Linked DNA regions of Hordeum vulgare: region 1 is linked to region 2. The links are chromatin contacts, called in public Hi-C maps. All regions are on one chromosome and are shown on one strand. Each heading gives the region's core, a stretch centred on a gene start, on an enhancer-like site or on the middle of the called end of the contact. The rest is flanking DNA. Distances are from core to core; before and after follow the strand shown.

Region 1 (6,845 bases), core at 964-3,463, 260 kb after region 2:
CAAAATGGGGAATCACTGCACATGGTGTCCAACCCCAGGCACAGTCAAGATTCAGATCGGTGCGATGAAAATGTTGCAGGTGCAAGCACATTCGTGGTATGTGCAAGTGCAATGCACACAGAGGAACTTGCTCTACTTAGGATATGCAGCAAGTGGCATGAACTAGGAAGGGAAAGACTCATCAGCTGGAAATGATCAATCAGCTCTTCCATTGATACACTTGGATCTATGTACAATTTACAGCTTGCTGGAAGGGGGGAAAGAAAGGGACCACCGATCGATCGCGATCGCGATCGTCGCAGAATCTGAGCTGTTTTTGAAATGCAAAACTTGTCAGCTCCGCTCCTCCTCGGAGGCTCCCTCTTTGTTGCTGATCCGATCAGATCTCTCTCTGACTCGGAGCAAGCGGTTGTGCCGCCCCGGTCGTCTTCGTCGTCGTCGTCGTCTGAAACTCTCACCGATTAGTGTTATTGTCCTCCACTACCCTAATGTACAGTTAGAAGAAAGGGGCATGTTTTCTTCAACACACACGCTCTTCACACATAGGTATCGCAGAATTTCCCGTCCATCCTGTTCTGGACTGCCTTGATCGCCGCCACCCTGGCCGCCGTGGCTGCCCTGTTCGCGGCCATGACCACCTTGTGCACCTGCTCATCGACTCTCGGCAGGTGGAAGGCGTTCTCCGCGGCCCGTTGTGCAGCCTGATCATACAATGGAACCATTAGAATTCCACAAGGATTTGCAGAGGTAAAGACTCCTAGGGGGCGATTTTATGTGTAAGCAAATCGGTTTAATACCTGCACGGCACGCTCAACGGAAGGATCGGTGGGAGGCAGGGGGCTCTTGAGAGTCCCAAAGTCCCACTCCCCCGATCGCTTGTCGCCATTCCGAAAGGTGTACATTCCGAATCCCTGCTTCTTGCCTTCATGCCAGGAGCCTTCGTAGCAATGGCCATTGGCAAAGCGGTAGACCCCAAACCCATGGATCTTGTCCCCAAAGTACTCCCCGGCGAAGCGATCGCCATTTCTGAAACAAATTGCAACAGAACGTCAGAAATTACTAGGAATTTCTCACCGATGTTGCTTGAACTATTACTGTGATGATGAAGATGAAGATATATAATAAGGTGGTTGGGGTTAGTATTAATGAAGCAATCGAACAGTTGCTGAGATATGGAAACAGTGGCGTGACCAAATCAAAGCAGGGAATTTGGCAATATGCTCACCGGAAATGGTAGCTGCCAAGGCCGTGCTTGACGCCGCACTTGAACTCCCCTACATAGGAGCTCCCGTCCGAGCAGGTCTGCGCGCCGATGCCGTGGCTCTGGCCGCCGGCCCACTCGCCCGCGTAGCAGTCGCCGCTGTAGAATCGGTACACCCCGTGGCCGTGGCGGAGGCCCTGGCGGTACTGGCCGCGGTAGCGGCTGCCGCGCGCCCAGCTCTCGATGCCGTAGCCGTCGTACTTGCCGTCAACCCAGTCGCCCTCGTACTTGCCCTTGCCGAAGAAGTTGTAGACGCCGCTGCCGTTGCAGCGGCCCTTGTGGAACTCACCCTCGTAGCAGTCCCCATTGCTGTAGAACTCGACGCCCTCCCGCACGACGCGGCCGTGCGCGGCGGCGGCCTTGCCCCTGGTGTCCCGGGCGTGGTGCGGCTTGTCGTCGTCGTCGCCGATGAACCACTGCACGGAGCCTGTCTGCGGGGAGCGGCGCATCCGCAGGCGGCCGCGGAGGAGGCGCGCGGCTGCGGCGGCGGCGGCGAGCGCGGCGGTGGCGGCGGCGGCGAGGAGGAGGAGGTGGAGGTCGTCGCGGAGGAGGAGCAGCAGGAGGAGCAGGGCGAGCGGGAGCGCGAGGACGAGGGCCGGGTGGGCCGGGCCGGCGTGCGGGTGCGGGGCCTTGCGCTGCGCCGCGGCCTGCGACTTCTTGTCGTCGGGCTCCGGGTCCTCCACCAGCACCGCCTGGAAGGAGGAGCAGTTGCGCACAGTCGGGGAGCGCAGCAGCGAGGAGGGCGTCCGCGTGAGCTTGCCGGCGCCGGCGCACGCGCCGCCCCCGTTGTGGCCGTCCATTGCTCGCCGCCGCCGCTCCCCGCCGCCGTCGCGCTCCTCAATTTCTGACGGATCTTGCCGGCCGCCGGCGTGAGAGCCCCCGGGGCCGCGAACGCAGATCGGGACGGGAGCAGAGAGGGGAGCAGAGGTGGGAGTGGGTGGAGCGGAGAGAAGAGAGGAGGGGAGGGCGGGCTGAGGGGTCTCTTATAACTACCGGGGGGAGGTGACCAGCTCGGGCGCCGACCTAAGACCCGGAAGCGGCTTAGCGGATCCTGCTCCTGCCCCCATGCCGCGGCGGCCCGGCCCGGTATGGAGGCGGTGCGCTGGGGACGCTGCCATGTGGGGCGCTCGGGATGGGTCAGTGGGTCGTTGACGGATCCCACGGGATGGCGACCCGGGTGTTTCGCGGGGGTGTTTGATTGGTCCCTGCGCGCGGAGGGCTGGCCGGGACCGGACCCGGACCCGACCCGACCCGACCCGACCGGGAGCGCTTTGTGTGTGAGCGTGGGGCCCGCGGGTTTCGGATCTGAATCCCTGCTAGGAGAGGAGAGGAGAGGGGTAGGGTAGGGCGCGGCGCGGTGCGGTGCGGTGAGGCGAGTGCGTCCAAGGGGCTTGGCATGTGCGGCGGAGCGAGGGGCGCTTTCGGTTGGAGGGAGGGACAGTGGTGGAGGCGGCGACGGGGCCGAAAAACGAACTGGACTGGCGCGCGCGGGGGGATGGAGACGGCCGTGGCCGTGGCCGTGTGCGGCACGGCTTGGAAACGGCTGGGGGCTCCTCCTGGCTGGCACCGCGTGCATTGGCGCATTGCCTTTTTTGACCGCTGGACTTTTGGGTTAATATAAACTGTCGTGTCCTGATGCTTTCTCGCTGTCTTTTGAGAGCACGCCTTTTCTCTGTTGTAGTAGTATATGGAAGTGAAACGGGTGGGTTTTTGGGGTAATGTATATTGCGCTCGCGGAGTACAGATGGATGGGAAGAAAATGCTAGTGCTGGTACAGTAGTAAAGAGCGCTCCGCAACTTTCACTCTACTACTACTTTTCTTCTACTACCATACTTATCGTGCCAATAATATAATATAATATAATTACCAAAGCAGAACATATAGCTCCGACAAATTGAGGCTTGGATGTGCTTTCCACTCTTTTTGTAGAAAAGACGCGGGCCGAGCCCGACAAGAGTTTAAACCTGGCCCGGTTATGAATTAACATAGCTTCACAAGAAGAAGAAAATTTGGGCTCTTAGTTTTATGTGATCTCGTCAATCGTAAGATAAGAAATGTACAAATGAGGAATTGAAGATTTGAAGAAACTAAAAACGACGAGTTTTGAGTATATATATTTGGCAAAATTGTGCTCTCGCTCTCATCAATCATGAGGGGCACAGAAAACACATTTATGTTGATCTAAACATGCAACCATGGCAACACCATTTGCTACAAATCAGGTTATAGGGATCTCGCACTTGTTTTCTCCTCCTCACGAGGTGACTCACATGCAACTAGATATTCCCCTCGTCTAATCATAATTTTCTCCGGGTTGTGGTCATAAATGAAGAACATGTACACTCTGATCATCGTCCTCTTATCCTACACACAGAATATTATGATGGGAATATGTTTAATCGCCCAAGGAGCCGAGCGAAACAATTTGAAGGTCAATGGCTCAAACAAGAAATAGTTGTGGTTATTGTACGTACATCGTGGAACAAAGCAAATATGTTGGGTATTGGGCCGTCTATTGCTAATCGTACTTGGGCGGTGCATGTGGATTTGAATACTTGGGATCATGATATTTTGGAGGGACCAGAAAGAAGAATTAATAAGCTCAAATAAGATTTGAAAATATTGTGAAGGGGTGAATGCGGATTCTCAAGTGTGACAAAAGGAAATTCTTGTTCTCACTGAAAATCTTTTGGAGCAACAAGAGATCTACTCCTTACAACGTGGTTGTGCACGCTAGTTGTTGCATGGTGACCGCAATACCTCTTTTTCATAATGTGGCAACGACTAGAACAAAAAGAAGTGAGATTACAAAATTGCTTGATGACAATGGTGTTTGGGTGCAGGATAAAGAGACAAAGAACCCAAAGATTCTATCTCTTGTCCAAAGGAAAGTAATCGATGAAATGAATAATACTCTTCTCGCTCCCTATACGACATAGGAGGTTAGAAGGGTTCTATTTGATATTTGTGATTTAAAAACACCGTGTTCAGATGGTATCCACACTATTTTTACAAAAGGTTTTGGTCTATGTTGGGAAATGACTTGATCGAAGAGGTACTACATGCGGTTACTTGTTCTATACATGATGGGTGGAATAATATTGCAATTGTAATGATCACAAAGGTTAATTTCCCCGAAAAGGTAACTCGGTTTAGACCAATCAGTTTATGCCATGTGGTGTATAAGGTTATCTCAAAAATGATTGATGCTCGTTTGAAGATAATCCTATCAGATATTATCAACCCGACTGAGAGAGGCGTTTGTGTTTGGAAGAATGATTACAGACAATATTTTAGCGGCAAATGAGTGCTACCATAAAATAAAGAAAAAAAAGACTGGTAAAGAGAGCATGTGGGCTATCATACTGGGCGTGCACAAAGCATATGACCGAGTGGAGTGGTCTTTTTTGAAGGAAAATATGTTGGAACCGAGTTTTCAAGAGAACTGGGTGGATTTAATTATCTAATGTGACTCTCTATGGAATATCGGGTCGTTTTAATATTGAAGAAACTGAATGTTTTAAACATATGAGAAGATTGAGGGCAAGGAGATCCTCTCTCTCCATACTTATTCTTGTTAAGTACGGAGGGACCGACTGCTCTCTTAGCTAATGCGGAGGAGAATGAAAATATTTCTGGAATAAAGGTTAATAGAGATGCTCCATCAATTTCAAATCTTCTATTTGCTAATGACTCTTTGATCTTGTGCAAGCCAATGCTAGAATGCAGAGGCACTCAAATTAGTCATGGATTCTTAATGTGTCACCTCGGGTCAAATGGTGAGCGTTGAAAAGTCCAACAAATTTTTAGTCTCAATACAAAAGCGGAAAATAAAGCACAAATTTGTACGATTCTAAATATTATGACTGAAGCTCTCAATGAAAAACATTTGGGGTTGCTTGCAAATGTGGGTATGGAAAAAAGTGATTGCTTTCAATTCTTGACTAATCAAATTATTATGAAAATGAGTGCATGGAAATAAAAATGTTGCCTGCTAGAGGGAAGGAATTTTTTGCTCAAATATGTGGTACAAGTTATCCCAACTTATGCCATGTCCGTCTTTTAAAATTCTTATGAAAAAATGCAAATGAATCATTGATGCGAACACAATCAGAAGAGAATGCATTGGATGTCATGGTGGAAGATGTGTGTCCCAAAATACCAAAGATGTATGGGCTTCCGAGATATACACTATTTCAATCTGTCTTTGTTAGTCGAAAGACCAAGGAGTTTGTAAGGGCAAGGAAATCGCGTGCTTAGTGAAGATCTACCCTGAGTGAGGCTAGTCCTTCATCGATGTAAGCCATGATAGCATAGACAAGGTTGCTTCTTCGGGGGGCCTTCTTGGGTGGAGCCCTTTGTGGACTCACGCAACCTTTACCCTATGTGTGTTGAAGTCTCCACCAATGTGGATGTACGATAGCACCACCTATCGAAACGACGAGAAAAATCATTGTGGCTTCTTTGCATTTGATTATTTCCAAAGCCTTCCTCCATTTTCATGTGCAAAGTCTTTAATTTTCGCTGCCACAATATTAAACTTGCATGTGTATGGTGCTATTAGACTTGATAGAATTGTTAAAATATGTCAAGAAGTAAAATTGGGAAAAGTCTAGCTTTTTATTAGTCAAGTAGTCTAATACCACCCCCCTTTAGACCTACTTGTGATCCTACGAGTGGTATGAGAGATTTGGTCTCCATTGGTTTGATTTGAATGCCAAGGAGAGTATGGCGTCTATTGAGGGAAATTATCACCGTGGAGCTCCATACTTTGATGATACTAATTTTGCTAGTTGGAAGTATAATATGAAAATGCATATTCTTGGTCATAATCCTCCCGTTTGGGTTGTTGTTCGTGTTGGTGCACAAGGTGACTATTTTCAAGATGGAAAATAACCATATCATGAAACTGTCGCGGAAGAGTTGAAGATGTTGCAGTATAATGCTCAAGCATGTGACATGCTCTTCAACTCTTTGTGCCCCGAAGGGCTCAACAAGATTAGCCGCCTTGATTATGCAAAGAATATTTGGGATACTTTGGTTGATATGCATGAAGGTACCGAGTCCGTCAAGAAACCCAATTTGGATGTGCTCCAAAGGGAACTTGACAAGTACAATATGAATGATGGTGAAGGAGTCGCGAAAATGTACTCTAGACTAGCTCTTGATACGTTTGCAACATATCGATAATTTATGAAGTATGCATGCCATATTCACCTACGTTTACAATACTTTTATATATTTTTGATGCACTTTATATGATTTATTTAGAACTAACTCGGACTAACGTTGTTTTCAGCAGAATTACTGTGGTGTTGTTTTTTGTGCGGAAAATAAAAGTTATCGGAATCGCCCGAAACATTTTTATGATTATTTGGGAGAAAATGAGAAATACCAAAGCAAGGAACCACCAGAGGGGAGCCACCTATGGGCCAGGAGGTGACAGGTCCCCCCCCCCCCGACGCGCGTTGTTAGATCGTGGGGCCCATGTGGCACAGTTTGGCATGCTTCCAACACTGAATAATCTTGTATATTCCAAAACCCTCAGAAATAAACATAGAACTTTCGCTCCATTGTCGCAAC
Region 2 (7,161 bases), core at 866-3,365:
GATACGCAACGCTCGGTGAGATATTCTATGCTACTAGCGGGGCGGGTACGTAACATAAGTGATAACTTTTATGCCAAATTCATTCTAAAATTTCAGGCTCTGTTTGCTTTGAGCACAAATCCAACATTTCCATGGAATCTGCTCAACCAAGGCTCCTTCTGTCATTGCATTGGCTTTTCATTTGGTATAACAGTTGGCTAGAAAGATCTCTTCTTTAGACATTAAGAGGAAAATATTATTTGCATTAGTAAACTAATTTTTTTACTAACTACAGATCCCACAATTCAACCGAGTTCAGCACAGCGATCGCAAACAAAGCCTGGATATTCAAAGATCATGTGATGTACAGCTACAACATACTTACAAAATATGTCGTGGTAGACACTAGAGACTAGAGACAGAAGATAACAATAACATACCAATGGTTCCATCTCATAGTTGTGTGCCTCCAGCACAAATTCTTCATCTTGAAGTACCCCGTTTACCAGTAACTTGCCATCACGCACCTATTGAAGAATCAAGGGAACAACTGTTAGTATAGCTCAAGGCCTCAAGCAAAAGAATCAAACTTTTTGTAGGACAACAATTAGTAACAAACGCAAAGAAACAAACACAAGGCACGACCATTGGTATAAAAGCTTACTTCGACGTAGTCCCCTCCCTTGGCCACAACCCTCTTGATGAACACATCACCTGAGTTGTAGCCCATATCCTGCCATAACATTGCATTCAAGTTAGCATCAATTTCACTATGAATCGTGTGAAAACTAAATTAGAGAGACCGGAAAACATCACACCTGAAGAGCTGGGGGAGCACGGAAGATCACAATGTCCAAGATTTCCGGTTCCCGGAACACATATGACACCTGTGGATAAAATTATCACAGCAAAGATCAGAAACCAGTAAGCAAAATACCAAATTAATCATCAGATCACAATTCTCCCTAAAATGTTTTACCTTCTCGGCGAGAATCCGATCACCGACATCGAAGGTGGGGTACATGGACTTGGAGGGAATAGACCTCGGCTCAGCGAGGGAGGAGCTGTAGAGCAGCGGCACGGTCACGGCGGCGAAGGCCGTCTTGGCGTCGTCGGAGCATGAGCTCACCCACTTGGACAGCCAGTTGCTCCTGCTCATCGCGGCACTGGCACCGATGTTTCGGGCAATTGCGCCGGAAGCAGAAGCAGAAGCTCCGGCGGCTGGAACAGCACCCAACGTCTTGTTGAAGGGACGGATCGAAGGCAGCGGCGGCGAGGGAGGAAGGGACGACGGCGCGGAAGACGAGGAGGGGGCAAGGTCGCTGCAGGGGAGCCACCTCGCGGTCTGCAAGAACGGGAGGAGGTGCGCCGGGTTGAACAGCCCGATCGAAATCGACGACGAGCCTGCCAGAGACGCGGCGCCGGAGATTCCAGCCGTCGACGACCCCGCCGTCGAACCCTGGGCGAGCAGCGACAGCAATCCCACGACGAGAGGCGGCGGCGGCGGCGGCTTGGACGAAGAGTAGGGCCTCGAAGGGAACAGGGAGTGGCTTCCGGCGGCGGCGGCGGCGAGGGCCTGGGGCTTGGGGTGGTTGTGGTCGTCGGCGGTGTCATGGCGGTCACCGGCGCTGGTCCGGAGGCGGTCGGGCTGGTGGCGAGAGGAGGTGAAGATGCAGAAGGGGCGCCACGACCCCTCCTGGAGGAAGCGGCACCCGGCGGAGGCGGAGGACCCGCAGCGGAGGCCGAGCGACGCGGCGAGGTTCTGCGCCACGTAGCCGGAGTAGGAGACGGTGATGCGAATCGCCATGGCGAGCAAGCAGAGGAGCCGTAGTGTTACCGAGAGGAGCTGGATGGGGCGGTCGGGGGAGAAGGAGCTACGGGAGGCGCAGTCGGCTACTGATTGCAGACCATGCCGTCGGTGTTCGACAGGCGGGGCGGCTGCGCGGGGGATGGCGAGGCGGCGTCGAGCCGGGGGAGAGCGCGGTGGGTCGGTAGGTGGCGGCTCGGGGGAGGTGAGGTGGGGTCAGTCGGAGGAGGCGGGGCTGGTTGCCGGCGAGTCGGCCTCGCCGGAGGGCGAGGTCAACGGCGGCGGTCAATGGGGTAGGCGGCGGTGTGGGTGTTGTGGGGGAGGGAAAGCGCGGGGCGGAGTGGCGGGTGCTGTTTATAGACGCGTGCGCGCTCACTGTTTGTTTGACAGTGAGGTGGCGATCCCAAGTGTTTTTGAGGTAATACTGGAAATGGCTTCAGCGTCCAAGTAAAAGTGTATTTGAAATGAGTTCAACGAACAGCAGAAAACAGTGAGAAATGAGCAAACTTATTACTACTTGAATCTCGTACCGAGCTTTGGGTTCTAAGTTGCAAGTAAGCAGTACATTTGCACCATGCAAAACCGGTAGAAGAAAATATTTGAATGTCTTTTTTTTTTTAAAGCAAAATATTTGAATGTCTTTGTGAAACAGGGAAATTGTAGAAGTCGTCGGTTATAAATGACACCGTAAAAAATGCCTCGATCGGCGCGTATTTTTGCGTGGTGGGACCGGCCCATCCAGTTTCAAGTTCTAGACTTGCATGGTTGCTCGTATTATCCTTGATCCATTCCAAGCATTCTGACGAAACTCATTCGGTGGGAGGTAACCCATATTTCCTTTGCCGAAAGCGCCATGACATTTCATTCTAGTTTAGCTTTGCATGTTCCTGCCGTCCTGCGTTTGAGGATTTGTTTTTTATTATTATTTTGAAACGTTTTAGGAATCTTGCAAACCATGGGGAAAAACGACGAAGCTCAACCGCCCGTCCGTCGCCGCTGCCATGGAAATGCGAAAACGAGTCGAAAAGTTTAACGAGGCCAAATTAGACCAGGCAGAGGCAGAGGCAGAGGCAGGTCGCGACTACTAAACGCCGCTGCAGCTTGTCTGTAGTGGCTCCGTTGGTGGTAACGTGAAGCAATGTTTTTTTTTTAAATGTGCATAGTGGCTCCGTCGCTTTATTACAGCACGTGATCGGTATAGCTCGGCTGCTTCTCGGCAACTTCCAGTGTCCCAGTGAGTGAGGCCAGGCGGCCAGTGATTGGTTGGACACGGTGGCAACCAGAATTGCTTTTGCTTCGACCGGATAACTGGATCGGGAAAACGGGGGGCAGCGCGTTCCCATGCATTCTCGAGGAGGCTGAAGAAGTAGTATGGCTTATGATGGTGGCACAAAAGTAGAACAAAAGCCGCGAGGAGTAGCGTTTGTTTGTTTGTTTGACATGCAACGAGGATTGATTCTCTCTACCTTAAAGACGCGAGGGTCAAACAAGCGCAACATGCGTCGGTTCAGCGGGCAGAGATTGGCGGTCATGGCAGTAAAGCAAAGCCGGTCAAATTCCACTAGTATGTCAACCATCATCAACGAATTAAGATGAGATGAGAGTAGGAAAACCGTGATCCACCAGCGAAAAGATTCCTTAATAACAAGGACATATATATATATATCCTGAGCCGCGGATGTCGGGGCAGTCGTAAGCGCTGACGATTGGCTTCCGCGCAGCGCAGGAGCAAGGGCGACCAGCCGTCGCGATCGCGATCAGATGACGAGCGCCGGTGCGGTGCCACAGCGATGCAACAACAAATTCAGCCGATCCTGCCTAACTAGGAGTAGAAAACAGTAGCTACTACTACTGCTGCTGCTAGACATGTTCGGCTGCAGTGAAATGTTCGACGCTCCAAAGGTGGATGAATCTTCCTTGCATTGGATGTAAAAAGAAAAATGGCTAGAACTTGCAGGGAAGGACACAGGAACGGACGCTTTCCGGTCACCGAGGGCTTCCTAGATTTGGCCAGCTCTGCGTGGCTGCAACGTGGCGAAGACAACCGTGCCCGTGTGTGATCTGCGGGGGAGGTGAGACGTGGACAGCGCCTGAAAACCACCCAGTTCGTATAAATGAAAAGAGGAGATGGATATACACATGCATCTGCTTGGGTTGAAAACTAGCTTGTCAACGTCAACCCTCCTCTCATTGTGTGCACAGAAGCGGGAACTTCACTCATCAGCACGCCCCAGTCAAAACGAGAAACAGAGCAAAAAATTAAAAAGGCAAGTCAGCGTGCAATCCCTTTCTTCCACCAGAAGCAGCCTTCGGACTAAGTTTTGGTGCCGTGCATTCATGCTTGACACCACACTCCGAGTGCCATATACTCCCTCCATACCTAAATATAAGTCTTTTAAGATATTTCACTAGGTGTCTACATACGAAGCAAAATGAATGAATCTATACCTAAAATATGTCTATATACATCCGTATGTAGTCCATTAGTGAAACTATTAAAGACTTATATTTAGGAACGGAGGGAGCATATGAGAGTAGTAATTAATGAGGGAGTATATGAGAGTAGTAATTAATCTCGACCTGGCATGCCCGTTCCCCAAAATGGGACAAGTCGCAACAACTTCATCCTAATAATACTCCCTCAGTCCCAAAATAAGTTTCGTGGTTTTGCTTCAAATTTGACTGGGACATATTGATCAAGTTGATCAATTTTCTCCTAACCCAACAGCCAATAGCCCAGCTAGAAAAGAAACCCCTCAAAGTTATGCTCTAATTATAAATAAGGTTCTGCAACGGCTTGAGATTACTCGAGGGCAATCACAAACTAGTTGTACTGTTAATACAAGTTTACAACCGTTGCCCCTAAAAATAGGAATGCTGAGCTCTGTTATCACTGAGGAGGTCCACAGCCGGAACGAAGCTAACAACAAGCCTTAGATAAATGAATCTGGTACCAAGCACTTGACAAGATATATAGCTCTCCTAGAATTGCCTGGAAAATTAATTACAAGTTTTTTGTTCTCAGTAGACAGGAGATACAAGAGGCGGCCCCGCCCGCATTTCACGGCCGATCAAGTTACGTCTAGCGCCGGCCTCGGGCCTTTGACCTCCCCTTCTGCACCACATGAAAATAACAAGGTGTGATGAGATTGACAATTTGACAACGTAAATTGCGTGTGAAAGGAGAGAAAAAAAAGGCCTGTGCTTGGCATTGTCCTGTTATTGTGAAATACTGCCAATGAAGAAAGGGTGCTGTCATAAGATGATGGGAATTTTACTCACAGATGTGCCGCCAAAGCTGGACCCTGAAGCTGTAGCCCCGCCTGTAGGTAGGTACACAAATGGAGTGTCATACAAGTCACAGAGATGAATCAAGGGAAAACATTGTTTAGTTCAAACTGAAAGTACGAATCTCAATATGGGCAGTAATGATACTAACAAATCAAATCAGAAAACATCGTAAAGTAAATAAAGCAGTGTATGTGCAGACATGCTAGCTTTGTCACTAGCTGAAATACTAATGCACAGACCATGTACACTGGCGCTGTCATCAACAAATTGCGCTAAGGTAACATTTAAATGACACGGTTAATTCCATCACAGCTACAATATGACATAAAGAAAGTAAAAGACTAAAAGGGACACACCAACACTGCTGGGAATCGTCATAGGGATTCAGCATTCAACTGAGAACATGTCACCTCAAATAACAAGATGGGATTAGCGGTTTTCCAGCATGTAACTGCGCACGACTTCTTAAGATCCCAACGGGTGCTGATACTAGTACAGTACAGCAAGATAGGATACATTCAGATGGAACCACATCTAAAAAATGGGAATCATCAAAGTAATGCAAATTTCTACACACTTAAACCATTCGGATCTGGGAGTCATCAAAGAAATACAGTACAGCAAAGCAATACAGTAAATTTCTAAACACTTAAAACCATTCGGCTCGGGGGGTCATCAAAGCAATACAGTACACCACAAGAATATCAGTTTTACTGTGTGCAACTGACATTTCTCATAAAACATTTTGCCCTTCATGACCAGAGATCAGTTAAAATGAACATCGATTAACATACATCACAAGGAAGTTTGAGTACCTCCAAATGGTGTAGAGAATAGTGAAGTTCCAGTTAAAGCAGGCGTTGAAGGAAAAGATGGGCTAATACCCCCACCAAATCCAGACGGAGTTGGTGTTGATCCAAGTGTAGGAGTGGAGGATGTCCCAAATGGTGTGGACAGCTGGGCTGATCCAGTTGTACCGAAAAGGTTAGTTGTGAGACTTGAAGTTGTTGGTGTTGAAAAGAGACTCGAAGTGGATGGAGCAGAAGCCGGCATGCTAAAAGCTGCAAGGGCACTCGAGGAAGTTCCTCCAGAAGGGAGCAAAGATTGCTGTGGTTGGCTTGTTGCTGGTGCAGCAGTTTGTGTTGTGGGCTGTGCAGGAGCAGGCAGATGCAATGTTGGATGGACTCTTTTGGCAGCTGCTTCTTCTTTGGCTGCTTCTCTTCTATTTGCCTCTAGAAATGGATCATTTGCATTGCCCAAACGGCGCTGACCATGTAGATATTCAGTTTTCATCGACACAACATACTGATGAAGATTTTCCACCTGTACAAAAAGTAACATCAGAAATTCATTGGCCTCAGGGAACTACTGCAACAAAAACTTTCCCCCCTCTTATATTGTCCATAATACTATTTGATTTTACTAGGAAATTCATCAGTTAACAGCTTTATATATAGGCACTAATAGTCAACAATAAATGACAGATACCATGATTGCAACTTCAAAAATATTAACTTGAACAGTTCGTGTTAGATTTCTCATTTCCATATAAACAACGTGCCACCATAGAAGTAACATATATGAATAGTAACGTGTTACCTTTGAAGCAACATAGATGAAATAGTCATGCACATTCGACATAACTTTTGGCAGAGATTCCACAGAAGATGATGATCTTTTATTATTCTCGATTTGAACCAGCTGCTCTAGTTCAGTAATCCACTTGCAGCATTCATCAAGATACTTCTCAAACTTGTTGACAGTTTGCAGCATAAAAAGGGAAGGCCTCTTTGGGACGCCACTATAGAAATCATTGGTTGGTCCAGGCTGATTGGGCAGAACTCCAGCAGGCCCAGAAGGATTTGAAGAACCAGTGGCTGATTTGAGGAACCTTGGTCTCAACATCATATATGAGCGAATAGCAAATTCTGTGTTCCACATCATTTCATTAACAACAGTCATCAACTCTTGAACAGATGCCTTCTCTCTCTCAATTACGGTTGCAGTCCCTGCAAGTTCCTGTTAAAGCAAATGAATAATTATCTGTCCAAGGAGGGATGTTCTAGGAATAGGTAGCATGTGCT

The links. Hi-C and Micro-C count contacts between places; a contact is called where the count stands out from the background.
Region 1: a contact with region 2 is called in a Hi-C map of seedling, with 7 times the contacts expected there. The contact joins the promoter of LOC123395341 here to the promoter of LOC123398564 in region 2. A contact is called at or near these places in 2 of 6 Hi-C or Micro-C datasets (leaf and seedling).

What each region holds. Positions count from the first base shown.
Region 1 is chr5H:457,969,695-457,976,539 of MorexV3_pseudomolecules_assembly, forward strand. LOC123395341 (junctophilin-4-like) reads right to left here and starts at 2,214. Exons shown (of 3, transcript XM_045090335.1): 1 at 1,226-2,214; 2 at 798-1,026; 3 at 187-701. The coding sequence starts at 2,061. The coding sequence ends at 537.
Region 2 is chr5H:457,712,345-457,719,505 of MorexV3_pseudomolecules_assembly, forward strand. LOC123398564 (thylakoidal processing peptidase 1, chloroplastic-like) reads right to left here and starts at 2,116. Exons shown (of 6, transcript XM_045093024.1): 1 at 959-2,116; 2 at 798-866; 3 at 644-712; 4 at 420-506. The coding sequence starts at 1,786. LOC123398565 (nuclear pore complex protein NUP58-like) reads right to left here. Exons shown (of 6, transcript XM_045093025.1): 3 at 6,677-7,096; 4 at 5,893-6,400; 5 at 5,069-5,109; 6 at 4,536-4,901. The coding sequence ends at 4,869.